5 separate regions of the Mus musculus genome follow, and regions 2, 3, 4 and 5 are each linked to region 1. A link is a contact called in public ChIA-PET data. All regions are on one chromosome and are shown on one strand. The core of a region is the stretch at or near the end of the contact, and the rest is flanking DNA. Distances in the headings are between cores, read along the strand shown.

Region 1 (2,578 bases), core at 31-2,530:
TGGCCTAGGCTGTGTAACAAGCCCCCACATCTTAAAAACAGCCTCTCACTCTGAATCTTAGGTAAGCTTCTGGAAGCCAGTTTGCCCTTTTCTTCCCTGAATGTCTCAGGCTCTTTACCCTGAGCCCTGTCTTCTTCTACATAGTGATTTTCATTGTGGGTTTCTGATTTTGCCACTAGAGATCTTGATGACAAGCTACTTACGAGGCCTGGGTCCAGTTCCGTCCTTTCAAACCGAAATTGGCCAAACCGTGCCATGGAGCTTAGTACATCATCTTTGTCATATACAACGCAGTCTGCCAGGAGGCGCAATCCCCCACCACGTACCCTTCATCCGATCAGCACAAGCCACTCACGCGCTGGAACACCATGGCCTGTAGAAGAAATCCTCAGAGGACCCCGGGTGTAGGTTTCAAATGCAGACTCTGGGAACCTGGTAAAGCTAGTGTCAGTAATTGTGAGAATCGTCATAGAACAGGCTTCAGTAGAAGACTAGACTGAGGCTGTGCCCAAAACTAAGACCACGCAGTCATACAGTGTGCTGTCTGCAGGTTTAGTCCAACTCAGAGTTTTACTTAAGTTTTGGTGAAATACAAAACTGGATGAGATTATTCTGTTGATACAGCTGAAGAGTTATATTTGTGAAATTTAAGAGAGAAAGGGAAAAATCCCTCTTTGCTGCCCCTATTCTGAAAATCTGGGTGGCTTCAAGCCTCCTGAGCACACTGACTTTACTAAGTTTCTCATCACTTTGTGTTGTTACAACTTTACTTTTGCATATCGGTTTTGCTGCTGGGATCTTCAGTCCAGTGACAGCAGACACACTGTCTTCTCCCTCTCCAATGACCTTGGGTCGGAACAATCTGCTGCCACCTATTGGAACAGTTGAAGTAGAACACCTGAGCGCCATGGGGCCACAGCGGCCAACAGTAAGCCTTTCACCCCGCCTTCCCGGGCTTACTCTGAGCTCTCACCAGCAGTAGTTCTGTAGGACTTACCTTGAACCACACTCTCCTCTGACAAAAACAAACCGGGTTCTAGGCCATGGCAGCGAAGTTGGAGCTGCTTAGGAGTGGGTACCACAGCAGCTGATGTTGGGCCAGGGTTACTATGGAACAGGTGCAGCTCCCAGGACACAGCTGTTTCTGTGACTTTCGTCTCCTCTGCAGAAATCCCATGGTGACTCCAGCCGAGCCCGAAGTGCAGTGGTAGACGAGCCTAACCAGCAGCCCCAAGAGAGGCTCCTTTTGCCTGTCTTCTCTAGACCCAACACAACTCAGTCGTTTCTGGTAAAGTGCTTCCTGTTTATCTGGTTTGGAGGGGTTGACACAGTGTCTCAGACAGCCCATGCTGCTCTTGAACTCCTAATCCTGCCTCAAGCTCCTATTTGTCTTTGATAATTTGGGAAAGAAGGGGGGGGGTATGTTTGGCAAACTTAGGACTTATCTAGTGGCTTGATTAACTCAAATAGTTGGATGTTCTAATGATAAAATACCATTCTAGGTATATCTTCCTAAAATTCTAAGTGGTGCCCTGCCTCATTCTTTTGGTGGTAAAATGCCCTACTTATAAAATAAAAATCTCAGCAGCATACTCTGAACATAAGCACACTACAAGCACCACTGCCCCCTGCTCTACCTGCCTGTGCTGTCCTCCCTGCTCCTGTACACTTTACACAGTAAAGTGGGGTCAGGTGGAGGACTCGGAGTGTGAGCTGAGTTGACCCTCTTTCTGATGGCTGTGTTAAATGCTGACGCTTGCCTTCTCAATTGTCGTGCACTTACAAGCCCTTTTACTTTTAAGGAAGTACTTGAAAAATTCCTGAGGACTGGGGCCATGTGACCTTGCACACCTGTAGGTCAGTACGTGGTTCCTACCTCATCTGCTTTGTGGCAAGAGGGCTTGCCAAGCACAGGGAAATGATTGAGCTCACACCGAGTGCTTAGCCAGGGATTCTGTGTCCTGCTCCAGTTTGCAGAATGGCAACATCTGTAGCTCATGTACCCAACCTGACCCTTGGACCATCTACTAACAGTGGTGGGAGCTTGTATTTCTATGTTTTACAGGGTTCCCACAACAAATGACCACAACGTGGGCAGCCAAAACAACAGAAATGTATCACTCTTACAGTAACAGAAACTGGGAGCTCTCTGTAAGCTTTAGCGAACCTTTCTTGCCTCTCTAAAGCTTCTGTGGTTGCCTGCAATGCTTGGGCAGCCTAGCCTAATAGATAAACCCCAGATCTCAGTGAGAAACCCTGTTGCCAAAACAAGGTGGGCAGCTCCTGAGAACCACACCAAAGGTGGGACCCTGCCATGTGCACTCGTGTGGGCACACACTCACACTGCTCATAGGCACAAAGAGGAAGTAATTTTAAAAACAGTTGGGGTTAGAGAGCTAGCTCAGTGGTTAAGACATTTGGGGTTAGAGCTAGCTAAATGGTTAAAAAATTGTGTTTTCGATTCTCAGCACCCACATGGCAGCTCACAATGTAACTTCCTGGTGATACATGCAGTCAACATGTTTATTACAATAAAATAAAAATGAAAAGATAGCAGCCATTGAATTTATAGTCCACT
Region 2 (2,578 bases), core at 31-2,530, 730 kb after region 1:
ACAAAGGGGAAAGCAGCTCTCCTATGGAGTGTCACTGGGTGTGTCAACTGCATTACACAGCAGGCCCTATGCCCAGGAGTGTTTAGCCAACACAAAATAAACTCTGTAGTATTTTTGTAGACTTTTGTTTTATTTTGGTACTTTTTTTTTTTTTGTCCTATTATTCTTTTGCTTTTTATTTTTCTGTTTTTGTGTTGGGAGGTCGAGGTGGGGAGGAGGATCTGGGAGAGATTGGGGGAGGGGAACCATCATGAAAATATACTGTGAAAACATATCTTTCAGGTTTAAAAAGTCTTGAGTTATATAGTACTCTTACGAAGCTTTTGCTTGCAAGTGCCTCACAGTCTTCGGTGTGGATGGTTTGGAGTTTCTCATCCCTGGTGTTCTGTTATAGGCTGGGACCCTTCATGGTGACGAATGGCTAGTGCAGCTCTAGAGGTAATTATAGTTGAGAATTTAGTGACAATAAGAGAGTGTTTCTTTTAAAAAACTACTCAGACAAACTTTCTAATGTGATTGTCCTCTGTATCACATGTTCTTTCTGAGTCAGTTGCAGAGCAAACAAATGGGTTGGGGATTTGCCTCAGTGGGTAGAGTACTTGTGTAGTGTGTTTGAGGCCCTACGCCTGGTTCTCAGAACTTTATAAATCAGGGCGTGGTGCATGTTGGGTTGCAGATGGGTCACCGCATGCACTTGACCCTTGGGCGGGTTGTGTACATCTACTCATGTCCTCAAGTTTCAGCACCATGTGCATTATCCCCCGAGCCTTCTCCCTGGCCTGCATATATTTAATGGTGTAAAAACTATTAATTAAGTTATGCATCAGGCACTGTTTAATGCCTAATTTAAACCTTCCCATTTTCATTATTATAATGAAAATATTCCTCACATTTCTGCCTATTTTCAGATAAAAACAGTGTTAAGTACCATACTTTTAATTTTACTAACGACTCTCCTGAGGTATGACAATCATAATTAACAAGAACGTTTCTGCCTTGGTGCCAGGGATCCCATCCGGTGCCTCCCACATGCGAGGGAAGCACCTCCCCACCCCTACCTACCTCACTGTGCCCTCTGCCTTTGCCATTTTACCTAACGCTAGTCATTGCTCAATATGTGTGCTGTGAAAACATCTGAACCCGGGGGTTGCTCTTTTGGTGAAGGAACTTTGATCTTTATTTTCTGATCACGAGCTTTCAGTTTGAATACAGGTTGGCAAAACACTTGTGAAATAGAATACCTAGTGGTATATAGCTTTATGTTCCTGTCTGTGGCGACCACTTTGAAGTGGTGTTTTCTCCTTCCATAGAAGCCTCCCAGGCATGGCTTCTCAAGGGCACTGTGAGTCATTCCTGCCTTGAGAGCAATTGTAAACCTCTCCTGCTTTGCTCTCTCATCATCTCTAAGGAAATGTGTCAGTTGTCTAACTAGTTTCATTATTGATATTTGGCCTGTTAGGGTGTCTTAGTGATTCCAATTCCTTTAGGGTTTGTAATTTCTTTTTTCTTCTTTTTCTTTTCTTTCTTTCTTTCTTTCCTTTTTTTTTTTTTTTTTTTAGTTTTAAGATTCTTAAGCTGGTGATAGTGGCACACCCCATTGATCCCTGCACTCAGGAAGCAGAGAGGCAGGTGGATCTGTGAGTTCAAGGCCAGCTTGATCTACAAATGAATTCGAGGATGGCTAGAGCTACACAGTGGAGCTTGTGTCTTCAAAACAAAGTAAACAGAAAGATTCAGAGATGTTCCTGAAAATTTTGTGTTTTGAGATAGGGTCTCACAGTGTGCCCCTGGCTGACCTGGAACCCACAAACGTGTGCCTCCACAGTCTGATAAAGGCACGCTGCCCCACAGCCAGCCCAGAAGGTTTCTTGACCTCCCTGATCTGGTTTCTGGCCAGATTTTACATTAGAAGAGCTAGGTTGTCCTGTAATTTTGTTTCCTTCCATCTCATCTCAGGAGCCAGCCAAAGGTAAAGTTCCCTCTGTCTTTGTACCTTTACGCGCTCAGTATACTTTTGTTTTTAGGCTTTCTTACTTATGTTTGGTGATTGGGTCTCAGGGTATGTCCCTGGCAGGACTGGAACTTGGTAAATAGGCCCGATTCTCCTTAAACTCAACCACCCTCCCTGAGCTGAGGTTAAAGGTGTTCACTAGCATACCTGACTCAGTATGCTTTTTAGTGAATAAAATGTCTTGAATATCCAGAATGTCTCCAACTCTGACTCTACTCGTTCTTTATTCCTTGATGATTCCCTCCTGAGGTGTTAACAGTAGGACCCAAGGTTGCCTGCCTCCAGTCCTGCCCCTTCTGTCATTCTGCTTATTAAGTAACCTTCCGTTCACTTTGTCCTGTCCCCTCCTAATGGTCCACCTCTATGAAAGGTGAATTCATCCCACAGTTGACTATAATGTTAACAGACTTGAAGAGATGGGTGTGGCTCAGCATGCCTAGTTCACTTGTGAGACCAAGGCAGGAGGTGATATGTTAGAATAGTGGCTCGAGTTGGAACATAGCACACCAGGCCAAAACAGTTCCACGTGTAAGAGGGGCAAGGTGGCAGCAGAAAAGAGAAGGGGGG
Region 3 (2,578 bases), core at 56-2,555, 670 kb after region 1:
AGTAGGATGTTGGCAACGGCATAGCAGTGTGGTTCTTAGCTAAAAGCAGCAAGTAGGTAAAACAAAGATAAGGAGACTGAGATGGCTCATCAAAAAAGGTGTCTGCTAGCAAGCCTAAGGACCTGAGTTTGAGCACTAAGACCCTCATGGTGGAAGGAGAGAATTGTGGCCCAGAAGTTGGTCTCTGAATTCTACATGTATATTGTGGCATGCAACACACATACAACAAACAAATAAATGTAAAAAAAAAATGTTTAAAAACCAGGAAGACACTGAGAAACAGACGATAATAGCAGTGGGACTCTCTCAAAAGGGGGGCACGTTTTCTTCTTTCAATACAGAGGAAGGATTTATATATTTGCCTGCAGAAAATTCCTTTTCTTCTGTGTAATGTGTTTTCAAGTCAAAATCCCAAATGCCACCAAAAAAAAAAAAAAAAAATTCTTTCCCCGCGAGAACGCCGGATTTTTACAGTGACTCAACTTCTCAACTAGGAAGTTAAAGCTTCAATATCAAACAAATCCACTGCATCCAATCAGCCCACCCCTCATTATGTTTCCATTCTCCAGGCCACCTTCTTAGTTTACAGCCCTGTCACCTGTCTCCTGAGAAGCTGCAACACCCTACTCACTGTTTCCCCATCCCAGGCCAGCTCACGCAGGCGCCACCCTATAAAGAGAGCGTTCTTAGCTTCTTCAGGGGACTTGCCCTCCAAGGCCAAACCTGGGGTCCTACAAATTCAAGTCGTCGGTACTGCACCTCACTATAGATGACATTTCCCGTGCCTGGGGTCCAGGGTCCGAGAACCCTACGTGGCAGGTGCACCGCTCCCTTCCGGCCCAGCTGGCTAGAAAGCCCGGACGTGCCGGGCAGGCGCGGCCCCGGTGCACAGCAGCGGGGACGCTCCTGGAGCCCAGGCTAGAGTCCCGAGCCGGAGCTATGCGGTCTACTCCCCGGCTTTGGAGAGGTCTCCAGCCCGGAGACTCCCCGCCCTCACACTCACCCCGACACCTGGGCGACTCAGTGATTCGGTGCCGGGTCCTCTCTGCACCGCAGCTGAAGCAGCAGAGAATGCCGCGAGGACCCCGCGCTCGGAGTGCCCAGCAGATTGCCTGACTAGCAGCCGCAGAGGCACCAAGGAGGTCGGCTGGACTAGATAGACACAACGAGCGGAACGGCGTTCAGTGAGAGGCTCGGTGTCTACAGAGGTTGAAGATCTGACTCTTCCACATTACTCAGGGGCTGAAGGAACGGGGAGGTTGGCACTCCCTGAGCGCAGGCGCTCACCCGCAGCCTAACTCCGTTTGGGGTCCCTTACCGTAGTAATCGAGGTCCTGTAGGGAAGCGCGTAGAGCCAATGGTTATGGACTAGAGTCACGGATTGGGCGGAGCTTGGAGAGGCGGGGCTTAGTGGAAAGGGGGCGGTGACGAGCTGAGGGGCGGGGCCACCGGACTGAGGGGCGGGACGCGCGGCAGAGCCAAACTACGGTGAGAGTGTGAAGATGGCAGCTGCGGACGAGCCCAAGCCCAAAAAGCTCAAGGTGGAAGCGCCACAAGCGCTGAGGTGAGAGCTGCCCTACGTGGGGGAGGAGGGAGATGGCACTCGCAGTGAGCCAAGGCCCACGTGGGCTGGCGCAGCTGGTTGGTGGCTGCGTTCGTGGGGCCAACGCGCTGGACCTGCAGCTCGGGGAGTTGCCCGCGTAGCTGCTGTTCCCCTCAGTGCCCTCTTGTTCTGGACTCTGCTCAGGTGCATTCTCGGCCCTGGCAGCCACTGACCAATCAGAGCTGCTGGCCCGGGGGCCGAGCCTTCCTCTGGCGCCACGTGCTTGTCTTCGCGGGCCGCGCTAGCGCGACCCCAAAGGACCTATCTGGAGCTGCATCCTTTCCTAGGGTATTTAGCGGGAAGGCGCCCGGCGCCTCCTGGACCCTGGTAAAAGATAACATTCTTGGAATTCTTCAGAAGGCGTTGCAGAAGAGCGTTTTGAGTTTTCCGTCAGCTTTCTGAAATCATCTTTGGAGACCCCCTTCATGGGACCCCCAAGCAACCTCAGGCTTAGGTTAGGAAAGTTTTTGTTTGTTTTTCTTTTTTTCCCCTTTGCATATTTGGCAGGAGCGGAGAGCTCTCTCTCCCAACACCTGACGCACAATTGATGTTGCAACTTTCATTTACAAAAAGCCGTTCGTTTTTTTAAAAAAAATTTCTTCCTAATAAGTATAAAGTCCAGCGCGCTCAGTGTCTGATGACTTTGAAGTGCTCATTGGAAGGCAGTGATTTTGCTACCTAAAAATAGACGCATCAAACTGATTTAAAACCGTGGGCCTGTTACTGATTATACAAGGCAAATTCCATTTATTTCAACATATTTTTTCCATGTTCAAAAGGAGAATTGATTCACAACTGAAAAGGAAAGTTGGGGGGTCCCAAATCATGTTCTTGGTGGAATGGGTCTGAGCAGGTCCCTTTTAGTGGGTTTATTTAGTGCCTATTATTCTTAGAAGGTTATTGTGCATGTCTAATACCACAAACGTAAAACATTAAAAAAAAAACAACCAAAAAACTGAGGATGTTTTATTTTAA
Region 4 (2,578 bases), core at 33-2,532, 650 kb after region 1:
AAACTAACAAAAATCTCTGCCCTATGGAGCTTAAAGAATACAGACAGATAAATTAAACTAAACTACCCCCTCCCCCAAACACCAAAAGCAAATGCCAACTAAGAAAAAAACTCCCACCCCCAAGCAATCTAGGTATAATATATAGCATAAATTTATGATGGATTTTATGAAGAAAAATATCTTCAAGTAAAGAATGCTTGGACACTGGAGGGGGAGTCTGGCATACTTGGAAGAAAAGTGTTACAGGTAGAGGACATAGCAGGAGTCCTAAAAGAACACCACCTTTCAAAACCAGTGCATGCTGTCAGCCATACAAAGACACAGTGCAGTCATTGATATACAAGCCAAATTGTATAAACATTGCTGTTTATGTAGTTAAACTACTGGTGGAGCAGGGGGATCGGGTATAGGGCTTAACTGCAGCCCACTCCTGGCAGCGAGTGCTGCGTTAGGGGCTATAGTAACAGGGCTCTCCTATTGCAGGCCACAGAGATGCTGGTTCATAATGCCCAGAACCTCATGCAGTCTGTGAAGGAGACTGTGCGAGAGGCTGAAGCTGCTTCAATCAAAATCCGAACAGATGCTGGCTTTACTCTGCGCTGGGTCAGAAAGACTCCCTGGTACCAGTAGGCACCTCGTCAAATCTGGCTGGTACATACACCTCTGCTAAAGAGAAGAGAACCATCTTGAGTTCCAGAAGCCATTCAGAGTTGTCAGGAATGGAAACATCAATCCCTGGCTTCACACACCAGAAAGGAACATTTATACTCTTGTCATGGGCACTTTGAAATGTGTCTCTCTATAAACCCTGTACTTTCAGTTACTATGCGCACTCTCTCCCATGGATTTTACAGCAGCTCAGAATAAGCGTGAACACTAGCCGGAAGCCCTGCTCTGCCCCGGGGGTCATTTCTGTGTTTACGGTTCACCAACTCCCTTTCCCCACTATAGGCTCTCAAGACCTAGAGCTGAGGCAAGTCTAAATAACTGTGCTTCCAAAGTTATTTTGGGTTTCCCCCCCTGCTGCTGACCCTGCCTACCTTCTCTGGGCTGTGCATCATTGCTGCAGGAAAAAGTGGTCTCTGGAGAGTTCTAGCTTGTGCGGCCTGGATTCATTTCCTGCTTTCTCCCAGTGTAACCCTAGTTCCTCACAATGGGAAACCAACTTTCACTGTTGTGAGGAAATCATTATTTCTGTTTTTACCATGCCACTAACTAGTATGTGTTATGGAAACTTCCTGTCTCACATCCTGCCTTGTTTGGTTGCCAAGGTAACCATCCTGTAAACACACTGGTGCTCTGTCACTAGAGGAACAGAGTCACTGGGGTGTTATCCTGCCCATCCTCCCAGTGGGGCCACTCCCAGATTTTCTATGCTTTGTCACTGCCAGTAGATGTCTGTGCTGAGGCCTTGGCATTCATTCTTCGCCCTTATTTTCTTTAATTTCTGAGCTGAAGTGCTGCATTTACTTTTAACCAAATCATCCTAGGCTTTGGCAGTCTTCTTCTGTATGCTTCTTTAAACAAGACTTTAAAGATACATAGGTATGTGTTTGTCTGTAATCCCTCCATCCCCCACTTTTTTCTTTTTTTTAAATTTTGAGACTGGGTCTCTTTATGTTGTCCAGGCTAGTCTTGAACTTATGGATTCAAGTGATCTACCTGTGTCAGCCTGTTAGCTCCTACCACCACACTTGACTTTGCTTGTAACTTTGAAAGGTTCATTCAAAATTGAGACTTAAGAATTAGGGCTTGCTCCTTAAGAGACTTGAATGGAAAGGCAATCTTGTCTGGGAGACTAGCATTTGCAGATTATACTTCTGGTGCTTCTAGGGAAAAATCAGTAGGAACTATTATAGTTCCCAGTTGCTTTTAATCAACTACAACCAAGCATTTTTCATCCTTCCATAAATACGAAGTATTCAAGAATAATGAGTATGGTATCTATTTATCAGAAAGGCATGTTTCCTATTGGGCAAAGTTAGTGTAAAAGTGACTTTCCTTTTTTTTTGCATTTATCCTGGCTGTATAAGCATTTCCCAGTATACAAATGCTTCTTTCAGAAATCAGGAACCAGACGAATACAGGAGTGAGGCCTTCTTCCTGGATGTTCTTCCCACATCTAGTATGTCCAATCCCAACACTGAACTTGTAAATCTTAAGTTGACCCTGAATACTCAGGCTCCCCCTATTTCTTTTTGCTGATAAAAGATTCTTTTCAAAGCTCTCAGCAGATCTGTATAGTTGCTTACCTGATATAAATGCATATCAATGCCTTTAAAGTATGAATCTATGCCAAAGATCATTTTTTGTCTTACTAAAGATTTCTTAGAGGAACTAAGAAGAATCATGTTTATTCTCCAAGTTCCTTCAGTTCTGGAGACACATGTCCACCAGATGTGCTTTCTAGTGTCAGTGCTTACAGTACAAGGAGGCAAAAGGAAACAGTCCCTGAATGACGTGTTAGAGATGCCACCACTAAAAACTATGTTTATAAGCTAGGACTTATATGTAAATGTTTCTGCCTCTTCTTTTGTTCTGTTTAAAACAATAAAGTACATTTATATGAATAATGCTC
Region 5 (2,578 bases), core at 32-2,531, 560 kb before region 1:
TCCTTCTACTTCCTGATTCATTACCTTTTCAAAGAACTTGGGCCAGTCACTGCTGTGGATGTTTCTCAAGTTACCTCTGTCTTCAATCTTGTAGTGTCTGATTTTCTGGTCTTCAAGCCAAACGATAAAGTTTCTAAATTCTGTTTCATCTGCAACGAAACATCATATATCAAGTCACTAAAAGCCTTTGTGATCCTTGGTGGCTTTCTAACCTGCAAACACTACATTAACTGACCCCGAGGGAAGTCAGCAAGAGCTCAAAGTTCAGACTGCAGAGCCATAGATACCTGGCTCACTGCAATAGACTCAAATTCTGGATGAGCCTCAGAAAACCGGATACACTTTCTAAGCTTCAGATTCTTCAGATACAAGATGAGGAAAACGGGACTTACTTCGTGGGGATGTTTTGAGTATTGAATGAATTAAACATGCAGGGCACAGTGTTTCCTATGTTTTATTAGAACTCTGGTTCCTTTAGAGTTTAAGGGGCATTGGGCAGGTAAAAACTTTGAAGCAAGCCAATAGAATAAAATAAACTAGAAATAAACGATTAAAGCACCCTGAATACAAATATTAAAAACTGAAAGCTAGGGGACAGTGTACAGTTACCGGGACGCACCTGCTTCCTTAGATCCAACCCCTCCAAACACCAAAACCCAAAACCCTCAGGAAAGATCCTCATTTTACTCGTCAGAAAACTGAGGTCTCAACCCCCAATTTCGGCTCTACCGCCACCCAGCAATCTTGAGCCAAGTAAAAGCCAAGTAAAAACCAGGACTGACCCTGATATGCTTCTGGAGACCAAACGCTGCCACCCCGCTTCTACCGGTGCGTCCTGCACAGCGGAATGAGGCCCTGGTCCCCGCCTCACTCTCAGTTTCCCACTGGCCCGCAGGACTGGAATATCTTTTTTTCTGAACGGTTCCACTTCCCTGGCAGCCGGCCACGAACTTTCTGCGCGCCCCGAAGGGCATCCCCGGTCCCCTCCCCTACCCCGCAGGTGCCCGCCGAGCCGCCCGGGGGCCGGGAAGCCTGCCGAGCGCCTCAGGGCAGCGGCTGCCGGGTCTGGGTCCGGGTCCGGGCGGGCTGGGGAGGCGCCGTCGCCGAACCCCGCGGCCGCCACCCACCTTTGCAGTTGAAGCCTGAGGGGTTGTGGTAATCCAGGGCCGTGAGCTTGCGTCGGAACATGGTCCCCGCTGCTCGCGCTGGCCGCCCGGGCCTCCGCCGGGACAGGAGAAGCGAGGTGAGGCGGGCAGCGCAGGCACCGGCGACGCGGCGAAGGGGCGGGGCGGTGACCGACGCTCCGACGGACGGCGGACGGAGCCAATCGCGGCTTAGGAACGCCCGCAGCCCGCAAGCGCTGGCCAATCATCGCTGCTGCTTAGGAGGCGGGGCCACGTCGGTGCACGTCGACGCTCAAATAAACTTTATTGTCAGCTTCCTAGTTGTACAATGGACCGAAAGCAGGTCTGAAGCTGCGATTCGTGGATCTAACTCCTTTTCTTGCAACAGTAGGCAAAACCAAAACCCAAAACCAAAACCAAAAAAAAAAAAAAAAAAAAAATGTCTGTACGCTTTCTCGAGTCGGCTATAGCTCTTATTGGCTCAGAGTTGCTGTTTAATATCTTGAGCGTATTAATTGCTCGTCTTTGAACGCTGGTAATACAAAGATCGAAAAGAAAGGTCCCTGCAGGATATTCTTTCGGACTAATTGGAGTGATGTGGAGATTAGATACAACCCCCATGCCATATTTCAGTTTGTCCCCAAACAGTGAAGTCAGAAACCGGGAACCTGCGTTTCCTTCTCCTCAAACCTCTCAGTCACTACCTTCAGTGGGCCACTAAGTCCTGCCATCTCTTCTCTCTCATCCTTTCTTGCCTTTCCTGATGTATTTTCCCCACTCTGTAACGCGACTGATAATCTAAAGCGCCCATTTAAAACTTTCTTCTTATCTTTTAGCAAAGCTGTCGGTGCTTATGATCTAAGTTGCATGCTTCCAGGTTTTTGGCCTCTTATCCAAATATGCAAAAGCAAAATAGTTTTATTTGAAGCAATGCTATAGTGCAAAGTTACAGAATGACAGCAGGCAACGCGAGCAAAAGTACCAAGTACCTCAGGCTACAGCCTGGGTCTCTTCACCGGTCAAGAAAAAGGAGGCGCTGGTTACTAATGTGAATGATCCTTTATTTCAATTGATAGATCAGGTTATACGATCATTTCAATACTGCTCACGTCCCTTCCAATAATGCATCTGGCTTTAATCACATGCACAGGCATATGAGAGTAAATAAGAGATTCTTCTTAAAAGCTTATTAGAGGACATAGTTTCCCCTTAATTGTGCCTATACCCCAAGCAAGTTCAGGCCATCTTGACCCTTCTAATCTTTATACCCCATACATTGGGAATATACTTGAATAAAAACTGTGTAGGTGTGATTGGTACTAGGGGTGAAGAAACATTATTATTTAGAGGTAGAAGTATATATAATCTGGGGAGGTTAAGGGAGTTCCGAGGTGCCAGGTAAATTGTTTGGAGAATTTTTGGTTGTGTGTGTGTGTGTGTGTATGTGTGTGTGT

Evidence for each region. ChIA-PET counts read pairs in DNA pulled down with a chosen protein or histone mark.
Region 2: an RNA polymerase II ChIA-PET map of memory CD8 T cells shows a contact between it and region 1, with 6 read pairs. The contact joins two enhancer-like sites.
Region 3: an RNA polymerase II ChIA-PET map of memory CD8 T cells shows a contact between it and region 1, with 57 read pairs. The contact joins the promoter of Ap3m1 here to the enhancer-like site in region 1. A contact is called at or near these places in 1 of 39 promoter capture datasets (pre-B cells), 4 of 115 datasets of contacts at active chromatin or transcription factors (embryonic stem cells, large pre-B cells, memory CD8 T cells and 1 more) and 3 of 9 other capture datasets (adipose tissue, liver and pancreatic islet).
Region 4: a contact with region 1 is called in an RNA polymerase II ChIA-PET map of memory CD8 T cells, with 19 read pairs. The contact joins two enhancer-like sites. A contact is called at or near these places in 1 of 484 Hi-C or Micro-C datasets (CD4 T cells) and 3 of 115 datasets of contacts at active chromatin or transcription factors (embryonic stem cells, large pre-B cells and memory CD8 T cells).
Region 5: a contact with region 1 is called in an RNA polymerase II ChIA-PET map of memory CD8 T cells, with 13 read pairs. The contact joins the promoter of Rtraf here to the enhancer-like site in region 1. A contact is called at or near these places in 6 of 39 promoter capture datasets (cranial neural crest, hippocampal neurons, liver and 3 more), 1 of 484 Hi-C or Micro-C datasets (CD4 T cells), 2 of 115 datasets of contacts at active chromatin or transcription factors (memory CD8 T cells and stem cell-derived neural progenitor cells) and 3 of 9 other capture datasets (adipose tissue, embryonic stem cells and pancreatic islet).

What each region holds. Positions count from the first base shown.
Region 1 is chr14:20,377,596-20,380,173 of GRCm38.p6, forward strand. It overlaps Fam149b (family with sequence similarity 149, member B), which reads left to right. Exons shown (of 14, transcript NM_001024512.2): 10 at 180-404; 11 at 805-928; 12 at 1,169-1,288. Among named protein-coding and RNA genes, the nearest start is that of Gm30054, 9.6 kb to the left of the region's middle. Within about 2 kb of position 1,281, at least 108 of the 459 cell types and tissues checked have an H3K27ac peak or open chromatin away from gene starts, as enhancers often do. A contact at or near this core is called in memory CD8 T cells, pre-B cells and pro-B cells, where this site is marked.
Region 2 is chr14:21,111,736-21,114,313 of GRCm38.p6, forward strand. The region is part of intron 3 of Adk (adenosine kinase); the gene reads left to right. Among named protein-coding and RNA genes, the nearest start is that of Adk, 60 kb to the left of the region's middle. Within about 2 kb of position 1,281, at least 51 of the 459 cell types and tissues checked have an H3K27ac peak or open chromatin away from gene starts, as enhancers often do. A contact at or near this core is called in memory CD8 T cells, where this site is marked.
Region 3 is chr14:21,051,137-21,053,714 of GRCm38.p6, forward strand. Ap3m1 (adaptor-related protein complex 3, mu 1 subunit) reads right to left here and starts at 1,306. Exons shown (of 9, transcript NM_018829.4): 1 at 1,004-1,306. Adk (adenosine kinase) reads left to right here and starts at 1,438. Exons shown (of 11, transcript NM_134079.4): 1 at 1,438-1,564. The coding sequence starts at 1,503.
Region 4 is chr14:21,031,104-21,033,681 of GRCm38.p6, forward strand. Vcl (vinculin) reads left to right here. Exons shown (of 21, transcript NM_009502.5): 21 at 484-2,573. The coding sequence ends at 630. It also overlaps a transcript of Ap3m1 not described here. Among named protein-coding and RNA genes, the nearest start is that of Ap3m1, 20 kb to the right of the region's middle. Within about 2 kb of position 1,283, at least 204 of the 459 cell types and tissues checked have an H3K27ac peak or open chromatin away from gene starts, as enhancers often do. A contact at or near this core is called in memory CD8 T cells, where this site is marked.
Region 5 is chr14:19,822,542-19,825,119 of GRCm38.p6, forward strand. It overlaps Rtraf (RNA transcription, translation and transport factor), which reads right to left and starts at 1,282. Exons shown (of 8, transcript NM_026528.3): 1 at 1,128-1,282; 2 at 25-149. The coding sequence starts at 1,188.